Linked DNA regions of Oryctolagus cuniculus: region 2 is linked to region 1. A link is a contact called in public Hi-C data. All regions are on one chromosome and are shown on one strand. The core of a region is the stretch at or near the end of the contact, and the rest is flanking DNA. Distances in the headings are between cores, read along the strand shown.

Evidence for each region. Hi-C and Micro-C count contacts between places; a contact is called where the count stands out from the background.
Region 2: a contact with region 1 is called in a Hi-C map of skin fibroblasts, with 4 times the contacts expected there. The contact joins two enhancer-like sites. A contact is called at or near these places in 2 of 6 Hi-C or Micro-C datasets (skin fibroblasts and an unstated tissue).

Annotation. Positions count from the first base shown.
Region 1 is chr6:154,482,131-154,487,616 of mOryCun1.1, reverse strand. No RefSeq gene overlaps it. Among named protein-coding and RNA genes, the nearest start is that of GSDMC, 1.0 Mb to the left of the region's middle. Within about 2 kb of position 3,001, at least 1 of the 8 cell types and tissues checked has an H3K27ac peak or open chromatin away from gene starts, as enhancers often do.
Region 2 is chr6:155,290,196-155,295,681 of mOryCun1.1, reverse strand. No RefSeq gene overlaps it. Among named protein-coding and RNA genes, the nearest start is that of GSDMC, 220 kb to the left of the region's middle. Within about 2 kb of position 2,856, at least 1 of the 8 cell types and tissues checked has an H3K27ac peak or open chromatin away from gene starts, as enhancers often do.

The sequences.
Region 1 (5,486 bases), core at 1,752-4,251:
ACAGAGCATGCTACTTAACCTCCTTAGTTTACATATCTATGAAATTAGACACAAATAATCCCAATGTTTGTAAGGAGTTTTGTTCTGAGGATTCAAGTGTGTACATCATTGTGATGTAAATCATATGTCAATCATTATGGATAGAACACCCAAGTAAGGAGAGAATGAAGGCAGAGTCTAGCTCTCAGAAGCAAGGCACAGGATAAGTTTACTCATAACCTCCACAGACATGAACTTGTTTCCTATTTTCCTCATTTGCAAAATCCACATGAACAATAGAAACCCCTCTTATTGTGCTATTGTGAGAGTAAAATGAGATGACACTGATGAAGAGATTAAAAAATGCCTGACACATAGAAGATATTTTTGAGTTTCTAATTTGTGCAGATGTTAAACTGAGACCCATCAGAAGAAGGGACTCAACTGAAGTCAGTGTTTCTTCAAATTTTCCCATTTTGGGAAGGGAAAGAATAGCAGACACTTTAATTCTAAAGTACTGCTTTTGTCTCCACACCAATTTTTAAATATAATGCTTTATTATTAATAGTAAACTGTTCTGTAGAGTTTACCAGATACCAAAAATATTCAAAGGGCTTTACATTTATATTCCATTTATGTTCTCAACAACCCTAGAGTGTAGTTACTATTGTCTCCAATTTTCTTCTGGTGAAACCAAAGCACAAAGAGGTGAAATAACTTTCTCAAGGTAGCTTGGAAACGAATGGCAGGTTTAGGATTTGAACACACACATTCTGCTGAGTCGTATGTCAAAGTTTTACACGTTCAAACATAAAGGTGTGTCTAATTCAAGGGTGTTTAATCATTTGACATGTGTGTAATGCCTGCCACTTCAACAACAACTTCACCACAACCTTCTGCATCTCCAGGGAAGAGCTCTGTCCCTGTTGTGTGTTCCCATTTCTCCATCATGTAGACTTCTACTATAGCACTTGCAACAAGTCATTGAATGTGTTGGGTTGCCTTTTCTCTATCTTGTTCTTAAGTCCTGGAGGGTTGGTACTTAACTTAATGAGTCTTTGTATACTCTTGGAGCAATCATAGTACCTGGCACAATATAATCACCTGATTTTTTTCCTACTGATTAAATAAACATATCCACAAAGAAATGCATGCAAGCTTTTTAGGAAGAGGAAGGGGTTGGTCCAGAAGTCATGATAAAGACTTGAGGGAAAACCAGTATCGTGTTGTAATGGATTCAGCAGCCTAATGAAGCTATTCATGACTCCCACCCCAGCTGGAAGTTGAAATGAAAGCTGATGTGAACCCATGTTCTGCTAAGAATAACACCTACAAGATAGCAATGTTTGAAATAAACTTGTCTCTGGAAAGGTTCCTGAGCCTTGTAATTTTACTTTTATAGTCATGGCCCCAGCATGTTTGACTTTTCAAATCCCCTTACAGAGATCCAAGAGTCTGTTTATAAAAGCCATATCTTAACTCGTTCCTCTGTGAGGTACAAGTGGGATTTGCACTCCACTGTATAAATTGGCCCCCTAGAGTGACATTGCTTTCTGCTCCTTGCAGGGCTTCTCTATTTCCTGGAATGGGAAGAGAAAGAAAGAAACATCATATAGAGTTGGTCCTAAATGTCTCTTACAAACCAAAGTCCTCTAACAATAATAACAACAGTAAACAGTAATAATAATTGTCCAAAACAGTTGTCATCCATGAGACAAGAGTAAATGGGGAATTAATAGAAGAAACTAGATTAGTACCACAGGAGCAATAAGACATTTTGTGATGTTCCAGGAAACAGAAAGGAGCCGGGGACATTGCAAACAAAATTGGAAAACTATAAACAGGTTGTAACACGTGGTAAAAAGAATCAGAATCTGTTTCAGGATTCAGAAAAGGCTATTTTGATGTGAAACATATTGGAGATCTGGTAAACACTTAAAAGACCAGAGCCCTGTCATCACAAATATATTTTGGTGGCATTTTAATCTGTCAGCCTAACTAAACTGAACTACATTTCCCAGAATTCCTTTCCTAGAATGCTTTGGTTTGTGTGGTCCACAACACAGACTGTTGTGCAACTAAGAAGGGTGCCAAGGCCTATTGTGGATTACAGAGGATTTCAGCTTTCTGTTGGGTCACCTTGTCAGCATGGGCAACAGTTGGACTGGCAGCTGCTCAAGCTTCCTCCAGTTCCTTCTTCTGCTTCTCCTTCTTCTGGGGCAGGTATGTATGTTTAGCTCTGTCATCAAAGTGGCCCACATCTTCTTCATGACACCCATATCATCACAGTCAGAAGTAGCAGGAGCTGACATATATTGCACCACATCCTGGTGGCTTCCAATTTCCCCCACTTTCATCCATCTGCCTCCCCCACGTTTGCCTTAGGTTTCAAAGTCCGGTGCTAGATGGATAAACAAGAGTCTTGCAGACTCCTTCACCAGCATCACATTAGGCAAAGTTAAAATCTCTGTAACAATTCTCATATTATGTGCATGCTGATAGTACTTATGATGTTGCTTTTATGAATGGACACTGATGGAAAGATCATGCACTTTCAACCAGACTCCACTCTCCTTAGCCCTTGTGTTTAAACATCCATGTAGATGCTTTATCTTTATGAGCCATGGGTTTCTTACCTGTAACATGGGGATAATGCTTACTTCATAAGGTTTCTGTAATGATTAAATCAAATAAATATGAAAAGCGCTTCACTCATCATAGGTGATCCATTATGACGGGGAGTACTTTGTTCCCTGTTGACTTAGATAAATTTCATCTCTTCCATCTATCCAGAGAAGCTTTGATAGAACAAATGGTGCCTAATATATGCTACCAGGTTATTTGTGATGAGTAGTCACAGCTGCCCACTTCCAGAAGTCAGTGGAAATGAGGCTGGTTTGATTCAGGCCATGGTTGCTTTCTCCAAAGTGAGTCACTGCAGGCGACTTCCTCTTCACTGCAGGGAAATAAATGCCTCACTCAGAATGAGATGAGCACATATGGCTCAGTTCCTAATCCCCAAACATTTCCATATGGCCCACTGGCTGTGTATTCCCCAGCTCTGACTCTCCCAGCTATCCTTGACTTTCTTGGTATCAGAGTGATGGAAGCCAAAGTTGCTGAGAAGGAGGATGAGAGCCCTGCCAGTCAGCTTCTTGAGTCTCTGATTAGCTTCTAGCTGAACCCACCAGTGGCCTCTTAGCATTCAGACAGCTTCAGGAATCTGTATCTGACACCAGGAGCTTCTTGGGACACACACAGCTTTCTTTATCTTAGTTATGGGTGAAGTCAAAGTTATATTCCCAATGACAAGTCCTATAATCAAAAATCTTCCTTATATTTATTTGAGAAGGCAGAAGCTAGAGAAAATGATTCCAGGAAAGAGTCAATATCCAGCCTCACTGGTGGAACTCCCTGTAGAAGCTGTAAGAAGTAAAAGAAAAAGCACTGGGCTGAGCATGAAAAGACAGGGATTTCAGTCCAAGTACATTACTCATGGCTAATGGAATTGTGGAAAACCCCTTAATTCCTCTGACTCTGTTTTCCTCCCTGTTGCCATCTCAAAAGTCCATTGTGAACTATGAATATTTACATTTTAGCATGAAAACTAACAAAGAAAAACTAGACTGTCAGTAATAAACACTTTCAAATGTTTTCTGTGTGCCAACTGCTTTGCAAGATTCATAGAGTAAACAAAGAGAAATACTTGATTCTTATCTTCAGGGCAAAGTTAAGACTTAAGTGTTAAGAATTTATTACATAATATCAAGCAATAATAGAAATTAGTCAAAGATAGAATGTAATTAGTTGTCATATTATTTGTTCAGAAACTATGTGCCAAAATAAGTAAAAGAAATTGAAAGAAAAACCAAGGGAACTGTGAAACAAGTACAGCAGATGGATGGGCAAAGTTAAAATAAGAGGACCAGGCAAGCACACTAGACTCTTGGCCTCAAACTAGAAAATTGGTCATAGACAAGACTCTAGACATCTCAAGCCCAGTATTGTGGCACAGCATGTTAAACCAACCACTGCTTGTGATGCCAGCATCCCGTGTTCAAATCCCAACTGTTCTACTCTGATCCAGCTTCTGGCTAATTATCCTGGGAAGGCAGCAGAAGATGGCTTAGGGTCTTGGGCCCATGCCACCCATGTGGGAGACCAGAATGCAGTTTCTGGCTCCTGGCTGCAACCTGGCCCAGTCCTGGCTATTACACCCTTGAGGAAGTGAATCAATGGGTGGAAAATCTCCCTCTATTTCTCTGTTTCTCTCTCTGTCTCTCTCTCTGTCTCTCTCCCCGATGTATTTCTTTTAAACAAAGAAACAGCAAACAAACCTTGAAAAAGACTCTAGACATTTCACATCCTTAGTTTTCTCGTCTATCATAAGGAGCTACCATGTTAATCTTAGAGGGGACCAGCCTATGTAATTAGATGATTCTCCCTGCTGCTTTGAATAGCATTGCACAAATTAAAGTCATTGTTAATCAGATAACTGACTTTGCTAAACACCAGGAATGGGCAAACAGAATCACTTACAAGCACAGTCAGATGTATCAAAATAAGGGCAAACTGTAGGATTTCCCCCCAAAAGGTTAGTGATTGTGCTAGGAAGATGTGATTTATAGTCAAGGTACTATTGTCATCAATATACTGAAAACAATGTTGTGTGAATCCATTCACATATATTAAACTAAAACAAGATGAAAGTAGATAATCTGGCTTGAATTACCAAACTAATATAGAATCAGAGCATTTCAACTCAAATTCTCACCCCCTCTGGGAAGAGTACAACACTGACAATTTATGTAAGGAGACGAAAACGTGTGAAAATTTTCACCACAATCCCTTTTCTCACAAAGCCAAGCATTTGGTGTCTTTTTTGCAAGTCTGCAAAATGACACAGAGAGTTCTCAGGCTGTTGAGAACAGACTGTCCCTTTGGCCCACGTGGAAGGGCGGTTAGGTGCTGACTGCTGAGTAACATGTCTGAAGCACAGACATGATATTTTCATTGCAACTTCAGTGGTTTGAATAGTATGACTGTGGCTTTTTATAGAATTATTGTTCTGGCCCTGTACATTTGCAAATCGGTTTTCAATCAAGTGGGAGCCTTGTCTCCTGCAGGGTGATATTTCAAAAGGAAAAAGTGAGCATCTTAGCCTGCTTCCCTGCATGGAGATTTAACAAGAGATTTAACTGGATGAGGGCTCTGACTTACCCAAAGGTAACAGACATTGCATGTAGCTTTGTCAAGAATCTGACTTCTGCCGGCGCTGCGGCTCACTAGGCTAATCCTCCACCTTGTGGCGCCGGCACACCGGGTTCTAGTCCTGGTCGGGGCGCCGGATTCTGTCCCAGTTGCCCCTCTTCCAGGCCAGCTCTCTGCTGTGGCCAGGGAGTGCAGTGGAGGATGGCCCAAGTACTTGGGCCCTGCACTTGCATGGGAGACTAGGAGAAGCACCTGGCTCCTGCCATCGGATCAGCGCAGTGCGCTGGCTGCAGCGC
Region 2 (5,486 bases), core at 1,607-4,106, 810 kb before region 1:
TTTAGGTCTCATTCTCAGAAATTCTTTATTTAATCGGGTTAGAATGAAACTTGGGTATCAGTATTCTTGGATGATAGACCCAGAGGTGTGGGGCTCTAGTCTAAAGTCAGAGAGACCAAAGGTCATGAAAGAAATACAGAAACTGGGAAGCTCTTACAGGGGAAAAAAAAGCATTGTCTCCAGCATCAGTTGGTTGTGTACCACATGCATGGCTTTGTGCACACACACACATTGTACGATCACTTACATAACAGATTTATTTACCACTCTCATCTACACAGCTACCATAATTTGGAAAACAACCTCATTGCCATTCATGGATAATCACATATAAAAGCAAGCAAAGTAGAGTAAACCACAAGTATAGTTCAGACACAGTATTCTGAAAAACACTAGTAAAGGGCAGAAAAGTAGAATTTGGAGGAGATGGACCTGGATTAATATCCAAATTCTGTTGCTCATTGTGTGGATTCTTCTGGGCAAGTGACCTTGTCTCTCCCAATATCTTTTCCCTTATATGCAACTGGAGTCAATGGCACCTACTGTGCGCTGTCTTTAAGCTAAGTAAGAGAGACCATTCTGAGAGAATGCCTAGCTCAGTGCTGGGTACACAGTAGCTGCTCATAAAGTCATAATTTTAAATTTTTAAAACATTTTTACACTGACTGGATTTTTCTGTTAAAAACTTATGGCTGGAGGTATGAGCAATGCACTTGGGGAGCTAACATTTCAGGGGTTGGGGAATGATGTCACGTTCAAAGTGTGATGACTTGAATAGTGAGTCAAAGTGTTTCAGGCACATGGGATGGGAAAGGCACGACACAGTTGGAAGATATGGTTCTTTATCTAAAATTAGCTTCATATAAAATCGAGTTGAAAAGTAAATGGTTATTCAGTATTTTATATTTAAGTGCTTAGGACTTGAGTATACTCTGGCCAGTTCCTGTTCACTTGTGGCACAGTATGTAGACTTAACTCCCCTTGCTCCCACTTCTGGCTTCACCTAGGCAGCTATTTCCAGCCTTCAAAGTTGGATGTCAGGTTTGTTTGGACTTCAACAAAGATGAGTTGGGTCTTTCTATTTTCATGACGTTGATCAATGCTGCTGGTGTTAGGCTTGCTCCTTTCTGAGAACTCTTAAGCATATTATGGTTATTTATATACATGTGTGTCTCCTGTTCCAGGCAGCCTCCAGCACTGTATCTGACGGATTGTTCATGTTTTATACCTCATGAATGACTTGCAGTGTTATCACTGGAATGGAAGCATGTCACTTTAAGATTTTTGCTGATCTTCAATAACCAAGTCTCATGCATTACAAATTAAAGTCTTTATGGGCATGGTTTGTCAGTAATATTTGAAACTAGGGATAAACTAATGGGATCATTTTGAATCTTCCATTTCTTTATTACAAGATTCAACCTGAATGTACTTTGTGTAGACAAAAAAGATCTAGAGGTGAAAGAGAATTTTTCATTGACCTTAAGAAGGTGAGGATCTTGTGGTGTATATAGGTAAGTACAATCTGTAACAAAAATGGAAGCAAAAGTTGAAAAACTACAGCAACAGAAACAGTGAGCAGTCCATTAAGGAAAGTGTGCATAGGAATGGTGTGGGCACAAACAAATGGAAAGTTTATCACAAATTCATTTTCAATTTGCATTTAATCCTGATGTTTATTTGGAGGATCTACCTTTTCCTTTTCATGCAGTCATCAGAATATAACACACAGTTTTCTGCATAATGGCTTGCAAGCTCCAGGAGGGCAGTAGTTTGGCACTGTATCATCAGTACTTTGCTTAGCAGAGTCCTTGGCACATAGTAGGTGCGGAATGCACACTTGTAATAATAAGCTGTGATACAGGTCTGTAAAGGGAAGATTGGTGCAATGCCTGGTATCCTGGAGTGCATTCTTGCTTATGGGAAAGGTATTTCCTTTCCAGTTTAAGTGTCTTGAACTTTAAGTCTCCGCGTTGGCACTTTTCAAAAGCTAAGGGATTCTTAGACCATAAGCACAATTCCAAATGTACAACCATTCCCGGCAACTGAAGGAGCACCCGTGAAAGTCAAAGGGGCTTTCTCCAAATGGACCAGATTTATAGCGTGAGAAGAGCTATATGAATCTAGGCCAGAGGCCAAGGGTTCTCATTTATTCCATCGTTGGCAGGTGAGGTCCTCAACAAGTTGTAAAAAGTACTGACTTCTACAAGCCTGCTCTTGAAAAATTCTGTGTATCCCCCTCTCTGTCACTCTGCTCTGGTGTCGGACTGCTTTAGGCATAAGTCAGTTCCTTGGTTCCAGAGGCAACAGGGGGCATTATAAGAATGGCTCTGCCATCTAGCACTGCTACTTTCTTGCTGTGTGGCCCTGGTTGGCTCACTTTTCCTCTTTTGGCTGCAGAATGAGGGGGAGGGGCCCTCTGATGACGACTCAGTTTAAGTGTCCAGGAAATTGGAGCCCAATCCCCGAGTGCAAGGCTTGGCTCAGCTACTTTTTACTGGCTGTGATTTATCAGTGGACAAATTCACTCTGTACTGTTACAGGAAGGACTCTTCCTCCTTCCAGAGACTTGGCCTCATTGTCCAGATTGCGAGCTCCTGGCTATGTTGCAAGCTCGTTGAGGACAGAGGTTGCCTTGGACCCTGTTCCTGCAGGGCCTGGTTCATAGCAGATCCTCATCAAATGTTTGTCAGTGAAGGAATGAAGCTTTATCCTTGCAGGGTGCTTAGTGTGTTGTGGCTGAAGTCCCTGTGGGTGCCTGCCTATTCACTGGGGTCCTCTAGATGGCAGAATCAGCTCAATTTTGGACAAGAGTCAGTGCCTCTGGCCTGGGCCATGCTCCTGGGTGGAGTAGTTGATTGGAAATCCAGTTTCATCTAGCACACAGGGAATCCTCAGAATAGCAAGGCCCTGGAAATGCCAGCCAGCCAGAATGAATCTTTTCTTTTCCAAGGAGTTGATGGGTGTAGATTTGTCATCGCCCATCGCCTGCCTTCTGAGCTGGGAAAATAGAAATAGAAATGCTGGCCCTAAAAGAGATGGGGAAGGTGGAGAAAAGAAGGAGCTAATCCTTCTTACCACACATTATTGTGTGGCCTCACATAGATTTTTCTCATATAATTCTCATAACAACAGCCTAGGATAAGCTGTGTTTTTATTTCTGTTATGTAAATGGCATTAATGCATCTGATAAAGTCAAGCAACTATTTTGGCAGAGATGAATTACCAAGTAATGATCATGTGACTTCACTGTCAGTTTTACCCCTGATCACCATTTTACATGGACAGAGGAAAGGTAAAAAAATCAAGGGTGTTGGTTAAGACTCTGATTAAAACCCCTGGGTCTTACACTGGAGTGTCTGGATTCTATTTATGGCTGATTTCTGACCTCAGCTTCCTGTTAATGCGGACCCTGGGAAACAGCAAGTGATTGTTCAAATAACTGGGTCCCTGCCAACCACATGGGAGACCTGGGTTGAATTCCTGGCTCATGGCTTCTGCCCAGCTGGATCATTGCAAGCAATTGGAGAGTGAAACAACTGATGGGAACTCTCTCTCTCAAATAAATGAATAAATAAAATTTAAACAAAAATCAAGGGAGAGGGAAATAGAAGTTTTATAGTCCCAATTAATTATTTGGATGTGTGATAAGTTGGTAAGAGTTGTCAACCCTACACAGTAAGGTCTGCTTAGCCTGAACAAATGACCTCAAAGTATTGGCAAGATGGAGTTTTATGTGGCAGTGAAATTTTGTTGCAGCTTCCCGGGGGTCCATTCTACAGAACACAGTTGACTACAGAATATGGATGCCTTCTGGCATGGGAAACTCTTGTCTGAAATGGGCTCATTTTCTCTAAAACAGATTTCCAGTTTTTTCTCTTGCATATATTTTAGAGCTGGCTGGCAATTTTGGGAGAAAGTTGGCTGGGAAAATTCATCATGCTTTTATTTAACAGATATTTATTGAGCTCCCATTGTGGTTTGGACCCTGTTCTGTCAAGCATAATCCATGCAAAGTTGAAGCATATGGAAGCCCTTTTTTAATAAAAGGAGAAATTGATACATATGCAGAAATAATTAGAATTTAAGATAGAAAATGCCAAGAAACTTGAACAAATTTCTGAATTTTGAGGTAAAAGAAATTATGTATTTTCAAATAAGGGGCTCTGGGAAAGCTTCATGGAGGAGGTGATATTTGAGCTGGACCTTGGCCTTCTAGATTACATGGAATAAGGATATTCAGTGTTCAATCAAGGAAGACAGGAAGAAGGGGGTAGGGACATAATGAAAGCCAATAAAGGCTGAAAAGCTAATGTTTGATGAGGAACAATGAGTCTTAGAGTTCACCAGGGTGTAGGAGAAAAAGAGAGCTGAAGTCAGGGAAGTGAGACTGACTTCACATTGGTGGGTCTTTCTATGCCACATTCCCCTCTTAGCATCATTACATTTCTCATTGTCCTTTTGCTTTTTTGCTTTATACATTTGATACATTTGTTATTAGGTGCATGAAAATTCAGAATTGCTATATCTGGTAAACTGATCCTTATATCATGAAATATGCATCTTTTAAAAATATTTATTTATTTGAAAAGCAGAGAGAGAGAGCACGCGTGAATGAGCTAGTTCTTATACCTGCTGGTTCATTCTTCATATGGCTGTGAAGGCTGGGGCTGGGCCAGATTGAAGCCAGGAGCTAGGAACTCCAACCAGGTCTCCCACATGGGTGTCACCGGCCTGAGTACTTGGACTACTTTGCACTGCTTCCCCAGGTGCACTAACAGGGAGCTGGATAGAAAGGAGTAGCTGCGACTTGAGCTAGCACTCCAGTATGGGATACTTGCATTGCAAATGGCTGGCACTGAAATATACTTCTTCAAATAATGCTTCCAATCTTAAAGTCTATGTTGGTTGATATTTGGTATAAACCAGATTCCTGTTGTTGAGTTTTTGCTTAGCTCATCTTTTAAAATCCTTTGATTTTAAACTTTTCAGCATTCTTATGTTTAAGGACAGGTAAGTAGCCTATAGGCTTTGCTTAGCCTGACAATGTGTTTTCTAATTGGAGTACTTAGTTTATTTGTCTTAAGTATGATTACTGATAATTTTGTGGTTTTGACTTACTATTTACCACTTCTTAATGTTTATTTCCTGCTCTGTTTAGAAATATTCAAGTATTTCTAAACTATATTTCTCATCTTTATTAGAATGAGTTATATATTCTCATGTGTTTATCCTAGACATTATAAGATTGATCCTAAATTTATGAAATATACCACAAAGTAACATTTGTACCATCTCTTAAACAGTACTAGAATCTTAAATATTTTAAATTCGTTTATTTATTGCTTTAAAAATATTGATTACAGGGGCTGGTATTGCGGCACTGCAGGTAAGGTTGCCACCTGTCATGCAGCATCCCATATGGCTGCCAGTTCAAGACTAAGCTGCTCCACTTCCAGTTTAGCACCCTGCTAATGCACCTGGGA